2 separate regions of the Danio rerio genome follow, and region 2 is linked to region 1. The links are chromatin contacts, called in public Micro-C maps. All regions are on one chromosome and are shown on one strand. The core of a region is the stretch at or near the end of the contact, and the rest is flanking DNA. Distances in the headings are between cores, read along the strand shown.

Region 1 (4,122 bases), core at 2-2,501:
TATATATATATATATATATATATATATATATATATATATATATATATATATATATATATATATATATATATATAAAATATAAAATTATAAGAAAGAAAAAAGTATGCTGGGATTATTTTTCCTATTCTTCTTCTTCTTCTTATTATAATAATAATAATAATAATAATTATTATTATTATTATTATTATTATTATTATACTGTAGGGCAGGGGTTTTCAAACAGAAAAAGCATAAAAAGAGCGAATGTAATTACAATTTTTTATAAAAAAATTTATAAAACAAAATAAATAAAAAATTTGTATCAATATAAACGAATATTTTAATGAAACCTAATAAATAATAATAATAATAATAAATACAAAATATTGAATATGATTTAGTTTGATTAATGATAAAAAAATAAAAGAATAAAAAATATTTATTTATTCATTTTTTTCCAAGCCTTGTCTCTGAAAATGTGAAGAGAATGACAAATGTCAAATAAAGAGGTAGGGTTTGGGAATGATAATTATCAATAGGAAGAGAGGGAAAAAAATAGATAAATAAATGCATTAATCACAAATAAACATGTATAAATAAAAATATATAAAATTTCATATGAAAAAGTCAAATGAGGTAAAACTAAACTTTATTAAATGATTTATTCAATAATTTATTAATTATTCAAAGACCCCTAAAAGTGAACATACATTCAATGTTTCAGTTGCATTTATGATTTAATATAAATCTCAATATTTTCTAGAAACCATAATAAAATTATGTGTTTTTTAAATGCTTTATTTGAACATTTAGAGGAGAAAATTAATTAATTTTGTACACAGTATTTACAACAATAACAGTTAGAGTATTACAATGGTACCAATAAAGAAAAAGAACCAAGAGCAGCCAGAAAACGATAGAAATAATAATAAAAAACCCCAGAGAAAAAAGGTTACCAGATCTAGAGATGTACATAATAGAACTATATATTTTTTATTTGTAATGCATGAAAGACATAAACAGAACAATGTCGGGGGTGTACATAAAAATATATATGAAAAGTATAACATAGTTAAATATAAGTACATAGATTCAATAATTATTTAACAAATATATATATTAAAAATATTACAAATAATACTAGGCCTTGCTAATTCACAATAACTTAAGTGTGTCAAACAAATACATCGGTTTTACAGCTTTTTGTTTGCATTTCCCTGTTTGTGTGACGTCATTGGTGTGAAAGTCTCGCGATTTTCTACAGCCGGGCCCGTTTTGCGGGAACGGTGTCAACAGAAAAGCCGGGGACCGTGAATGACGCGTGGTGCGCTTGCTCAATTTGGGCAATATTTTGAAACTTTCCAATCAAACCAATATACTTTTTCGGCTTATCTGACATATTTTTAACGGAAAAACTCGGATCCATCGCGAAATAACGGAATTATCCAGCCTATCATGTCACAAACAGAAAGCAGCATGGAGCAGCAGCGGGAAGAAGAGCCGAGCCAACTCGACCCGGCCGGTCCGGCAGAGGTGAGGGGTCCATCAACACCAAATAACACCGATTATGACTTTATAAATCGTCTGGTACTATTAAACACAGACTGATGGATCTGGAAATGAAGCGTCGTCGAAACGTCTTCACGCGTCTCACGAGAGCGCGCCTCAAAGTTTTTGTTAGCATGCATTGTTCCTGCTCGGATGAATAGATGAGCAGATCGGCGTCCATTTTCACACTCATAACAACCTCAGATCACTTTTTAACATTGGTAGATTGACAGATTCAGGGATGCGGTGAGAAAAACACCCTGCTTGATGTGTTGTTTACCTCTAAATGAACAAAATAGGACGCACTATTGTGTTATTTTGCTGTTACTTCTAACGTAACTTACAAAGGAGTAACGTTATATAAAATAAATCCAGGATTTGCTACATGAATCTGGCGGATATAAAAACCTATTGCTTGAGGAGCAGTTGTCAGTTTGGGGTTTTCATACTCTATACTTTATTTCGCTAATACAAATTAACTTGTTTGAGATTTCTCGTGTGAAGTTTCTGTGGTGTGAGGCTGAACTGGGAATTACCCGCCACTCAATGATGTGATGTGTTAAATGTCACCCCACGATGGCATGTATTTATATCTACTGCTTATTTAGTTGTAAAAATCGATTGTATATTGTTGTAACTGTAAACAACTAAATTTATATTTAGTTGAACTATATAGTTTGTAGTGCTTTGAAAATGAACTTCGGGTTGAGAGATTTGACTTGCCTTAACGGTCGTCAACGGTCAGGTTCTCTTCATAACAGCAAAGTAATGTTTTCTAATCGATATTTTGGCACAATTTTATTATTTTATTATATTATATACACTTTTAGTATAAGTTATTTCTATATTGTTATTGTACTTCCATTTGACAACTATATTTAATTACATATACGCGATTAAAATGTTAGTTTCACTTCCAGAAAATAAATACGGATGGCGTCATTTTGTACTTGTGGGCGTTTCCAAAATTGGTCCAATCATATGGCTTGAGTGAAAACAAAGCTTTTTATTTAAGTTGGGATGAAATTAAAATCCAAAGTCTTATTTCTATATAAATTTATTGATGTTAATATGAATTAGGATTTGTTCTTTATATTTTTGAGGTTTTTTTTTTCAATTGTATCATAACCTATTAGAAGTCTTGATCTTTTGTTTCTTACATTTAATCACAACTTTCTTGTCTAAAATTCAAACCACAAATAACTGGGTTTTAGCTGAATAAATTTATTCTTGAAATGAATATGAAAAATTATCTCTTCCTTTATTTTCTGAGACCTGTTTAACATAACTTGCATAATAATAAACATACAATAAAAGCAGATTGATCTAAATTGTATTTTGAAACTTTAAAAATAGTTGCTAATATTACTTTTAATATAACACACACACATTTATATATATATATATATATATATATATATATATATATATATATATATATATATATATATATATATATTTTTTTTTTTTAGTGTAGTTTTAAGCCACGGTTACTTCACTTTTCGCCTCATAGACTTCCATTCATGCGACAAGTTTTGCAGTTCACTACGCTGCAAAGTTCAAGCGTTGTGAATTCTGACCTGCGAAATCACATGACTGCACGAGACCAATCAAAAAACAAAACATGACCTCTCTGGACAGAAATATACAATATATAGAAATCATTTGCCTTTTTAAATGTTAAACCATCTTTTTTTAATCCCGCCTTTTTTTGCAGTGCCCTACGTCAGAATTTCACATGCCCAAACTCTAGTGTGACCTTGACATTAGAGCTTGATAAATTCAACAGAATTGTTTCTATTGTTTCTCTTTAAGGATGATACTTCAGAAAATGGCCATGATGAAGCATCAGATACAGCTATGGATAGTGAAGCACAGTCGTCATCACCTCCCTCAGCAAAGGGAAAGGACCTGCTGGGTGGATATGAGGAAAAAGTGGTAATGCACATTTAACCAATCAAAGTTACTTGGTTTATAAAAGCATTTGGCTGTTATATAAGAATGCTGATTAGTTGGTAGCTTTGTGTGTATTGTTGACCTATGCTTTTATTCTACAGCAAACAGACCGGACCAACAGATTTGAGTACCTCTTGAAGCAGACAGAAGTGTTTGCTCATTTCATTCAACCAGCAGCCCAGAAGACCCCAACTTCACCTCTGAAGATGAAGCCTGGCCGTCCTCGTATTAAAAAAGATGAGAAGCAGAACCTGCTGTCTGCTGGAGAGTGAGTTTGCACATACTTTTCCCAACTGAAATGCTTGCATGAGTATTTTGTGTTTTGTATTATACATTTGTATTTTGTGATGCTGCTGAGTCACTTTTTAAAGGTTTATATAATAATGTATTTTTTTTCTGTGGAAAATATCTCTTTCTAAAACAATTAATAGAATTTTAACAAATATAAATACGAGAAATGCACTTGCAGTTTTTCAAATTTTTGTATAAAATATTTCTAATTATAAAACTTGCTTTATTATACAACTGAAAAAGGAAAAGAAAAAAAATAATCCACAAATTTGTATGTTGCATTTTAAATTTGAGGTTAATATAGTAAATTAGTTTTTAGTAAGATGATGCTTTGTTACTGTGCCCAAT
Region 2 (4,082 bases), core at 605-3,104, 530 kb after region 1:
TCTATTACATAATGTAGGTGTTTTAGTTTAATTTGTACATATATATTTTTATTAAGCTCTATATAACTATGTCCATTTAGTGCTTATTAACTATGATTGGTTGATTGTATCATTTTTGTATTGTTTTTTAGGTTGTTCAGGGTCAACAGATGAAAGATAGCCTTCTGGCTAATTCTGGTGCATTTGTAGCAATGCTAATTAATGTACACTCGCTGTCCCTGCCAAATAAATAAATATTATATATATATATATATATATATATATATATATATATATATATATATATATATATATATATATATATATATATAAATTTATATATATATATATAAATAAATAAATAAGTAAATATGTATATATATATATATAAATTTATATATATATATATATATATATATATATATATATATATATATATATATATATATATATATATATATATATATAATACACACACACACACTTTTATTTGTTTTGTTTATATACCTATATTTTTTCTCTTGAATTTATTGTTATATTTTATGTAGAGTTGTCTTTTTACATTTTTATTAAAATATACGTGTGTGTGTGTGTTTTATTAATATATAATATAATAAATAAAATTTAAATTTTATATAATAATATATATAAATAATATAATAATATAATAATATAATAAATTTAAAATTTATAATAAAATTTTTCTGTCATAATAATAATATTTTGAACAGCTTTTGTTATGTTTATATATTTTAGGGTTTTGATATAATGCTTAAATAAATAATGTCATTCGTAATCTCAATATAATTTTATAATTAGTATTAGACCATTTTTGTTTGTGTACATGATAGGCCTATTTCCCATACGAGACATTCTACCAGAAACTTACATTTTCACTTATAAAAAATGTGACAGGGCCTGACCTTTAAGCTTGTCTCCCTTAAAAAATCCCACAGTTTAATGATGGAGCGCATCCTTGATCTCTGTCTACTTCTCCATCAAGTGATGTCACTTCAGAGTCATAGCCTTAAAGGTGTATTGCACACATTTGATGTTAAATTTACTGTAAATGTGACAGGACTGACAGAAACATGGATACAACTGTATATTGATTTGCATTATATATTTGTAGAATTTATAATTTAATGTTTTTAATTAATTGATGTGAAGGATTACTAATTAAACTTGCTATTTTTGAAGTATTTTTTTTTCTAATTAACAGTTTTTAGCATAACAAAATTATTAGGGCTGTAGCTTCAATTGGGTTGAGGACAAGGACGATGACATTTGTAAAGTGTTTTTAATAAAGAATAAAAATCTGAGAACCAAATGAATGATAAACTCTTACAGAACAACTCACAGAAATCAACCATCCGTCCATTTGACACATTTTTGGGATGAAATACTTTTAATTTACTGTATTTGTTTTTATTTCAGGGATGTTCGTTTCTGCTAGAATGTTCGATACATTATTTATCACCAAACTTTGCTCCAACTATTTTTTTTACAACAAAATATATCTTTATCACAGAATCAAATCTTCAATATTGTAATCTAAAATACTTCATCTTCAGTATCAATTCATAACATTCCTGCAGTTGTATGTAGTTCAGCACACAACATTATGCGATTTTTTATTTAACATTTTGTCACATAGATAAATCGACTGACGAAGGTGTTTCTATGTTACTTTTGTTGTATTAGAGAAACTGTTAAACGTAAATTCCAGACCTTTTATCCTTTCCAATCTGACCACTTTTCTGTTTACGAACCAACGTGCTTCCCGCCCACATCCGTGACGCCACGACGGCCTGCCCGTGACGCAGGCTTCCTGCGCGCCGCCGTTCGTGCTGCAGTGGCGCTAGTGAGTAACAGAGCATCATTAAAACCCACGCCTGAAATGTCAGGCATTGTTTACTCGGCGTGCTTTCGGTGGCTCTTTTAAACGTATAAGTCCTCCGGAAGCAACAACTCCAGCAGTTTGATGCTCATTCTTAGATTTAGCCGTCGCTGTCAGAAAAGCTGTTTATGTGAACGTTAGTATTTAAATAGCGTTAGGTGCGCGCGCGCGTCTCATAACGACCTCCCGAAGGATTATATTTATTTTTTAAAGCACACCTTTTTATTATTTATCAACCAGTTCGACGTAGCAAGCTCTATATTTTACTGACAGTCGACAATTTAGCTTTTTACACCATTTAGGTTTTCGAAGCGCGTTCTGGCGATTTTCCGCTTGGATAAACTCGACTCCACACCGGACCGCATATGTGAGATTTATTAAACACACTAGATATACGGGATTCATTTTGATGTCCCTGGTGAGGAGATCGAGCTGAAGATGTGGGTGAACCCTGAGGAGGTGCTGTTGGCCAGCGCGTTATGGATGACAGAGAGAGCCAATCCGTATTTCGTCCTGCAGAAGAGAAAGGGCCACGGGGACGGCGGAGGAGGACTCGCGGGTAAAGAAAGCCTTGATTTCTCAATGAACCGCTTGCATGATTGTGTGTTTTTGTGATGACGGCGACTGCACAGGTGTTTTCATTCATGCTTGTGCACTCAGGTGGACGCGCGCTCATGTCGGTCACGCCGCGTGTGTGTTTGTGCGCGTGCCCGTGAGGACAGAGCGCTAAACAAAAAAACTATTAATACAATATTGTGTTGTACAAGGCATTATTGAGGTAAATGTGGTTTTATATTGGCACATTCGTTCATTTAACGGTACCTATACTGTTTACCACACTACAGTGAATATTGTGTCTGAGTTAGCATGTAAATATGACTTCAAAACAACCGTAGCACTATTTAATTGACTGTGAAGAGTTGTACTTTGATAGTTATTAGCTGCTAATATGATTTCCCCATTTAGAATTGGCTAATAATACTTTTCTGAAAGGTGAATGTCTTAATGTGTGAATATAACACCAACTTTACCTCATTGATGGGATTCATTTCCTCACGCAGGTGCAGATTTACTGGTTTTTGGGGTCCCTAAGCAATTCAGCCACGGGGCCCAACAGTCCTAATATGCGCCCCCTTTCTATTGTTATTTATTTGTTTATTTAGCTGCCTTTTCTTATAAGACTCAATCTTCTTTTCTATTTATAAAATAATAATTTCTTAAACATATTATAATAAACTATTTCATTTTAAATCTAAATCTTTAACTGATTTGACTGCTGGACTGCTCCACCATGACTGATAGGTAGGCTCAGACGGAATCTGTGGACATATTTAGCTATTTCTGCGCAGAATTTTGTTAAAAATATGGGTATTTATGCGGAATGATTTTGGGAGCATCATAGCTAAAACCTTAATAAATGAAATAAAAAGTAATACATTTTTAATTTGTATGTAATGCTTACAATGCAAATTCTATTAGATCCAACTTATTTGGTAAACAAAGCAAGTCTCTCATTATATATCTACTAAAAGACAGAAAATATTACTGTTCAAACTATTGTAAATAAATCAAATATTTTTATATTAGTCAATAATATTATGAATTTAAAAACGGAATACATATAAATTTACACAAATTTACACAAGGAAATAAACAGAATCATTCATTAATTTTCTTGTTGGCTTAGTCCCTTTATTAATCCGGGGTCACCACAGCGGAATGAACTGCCAACTTATCCAGCAAGTTTTTATGCAGCTGATGCCCTTCCAGCCGCAACCCATCTCTGGGAACCATCCACACACACATTCACACACATTCACACTCATACACTACGTACAATTTAGCCAACCCAATTCACCTGTACCGCATGTCTTTGGACTGTGGGGGAAACTTGAGCACATGGAGGAAACCCACGCAAACGCAGGGAGAACATGCAAACTCCACACAGAAATGCCAACTGAGGCTCGGACCAGCGACCTTCTTGCTGTGAGGCGACAGCACTACCTACTGCGCCACTGCTTCACCCATAAACAGAATCAGTGATAGGCTAAAAATCTGCGGAATTTTGCGCATGCAGATTTCGTGTGGGCCTATTGATGAGGGACAAACTTGCACGGATATAACAATTAAATAAAAGATTAATTGTTAGATTCTCACTTTATAATTTGTTAAATACAATTTATACTTCTAGGTATTTTTCGGG

The links. Hi-C and Micro-C count contacts between places; a contact is called where the count stands out from the background.
Region 2: a contact with region 1 is called in a Micro-C map of caudal fin, with 3 times the contacts expected there. The contact joins the promoter of tbc1d9 here to the promoter of smarca5 in region 1. A contact is called at or near these places in 1 of 18 Hi-C or Micro-C datasets (caudal fin) and 1 of 4 datasets of contacts at active chromatin or transcription factors (embryo).

Annotation. Positions count from the first base shown.
Region 1 is chr1:56,150,361-56,154,482 of GRCz12tu, forward strand. It overlaps smarca5 (SNF2 related chromatin remodeling ATPase 5), which reads left to right and starts at 1,252. Exons shown (of 24, transcript NM_001081629.2): 1 at 1,252-1,512; 2 at 3,343-3,465; 3 at 3,585-3,751. The coding sequence starts at 1,435.
Region 2 is chr1:56,681,792-56,685,873 of GRCz12tu, forward strand. tbc1d9 (TBC1 domain family, member 9 (with GRAM domain)) reads left to right here and starts at 1,855. Exons shown (of 21, transcript XM_686942.11): 1 at 1,855-2,438. The coding sequence starts at 2,318.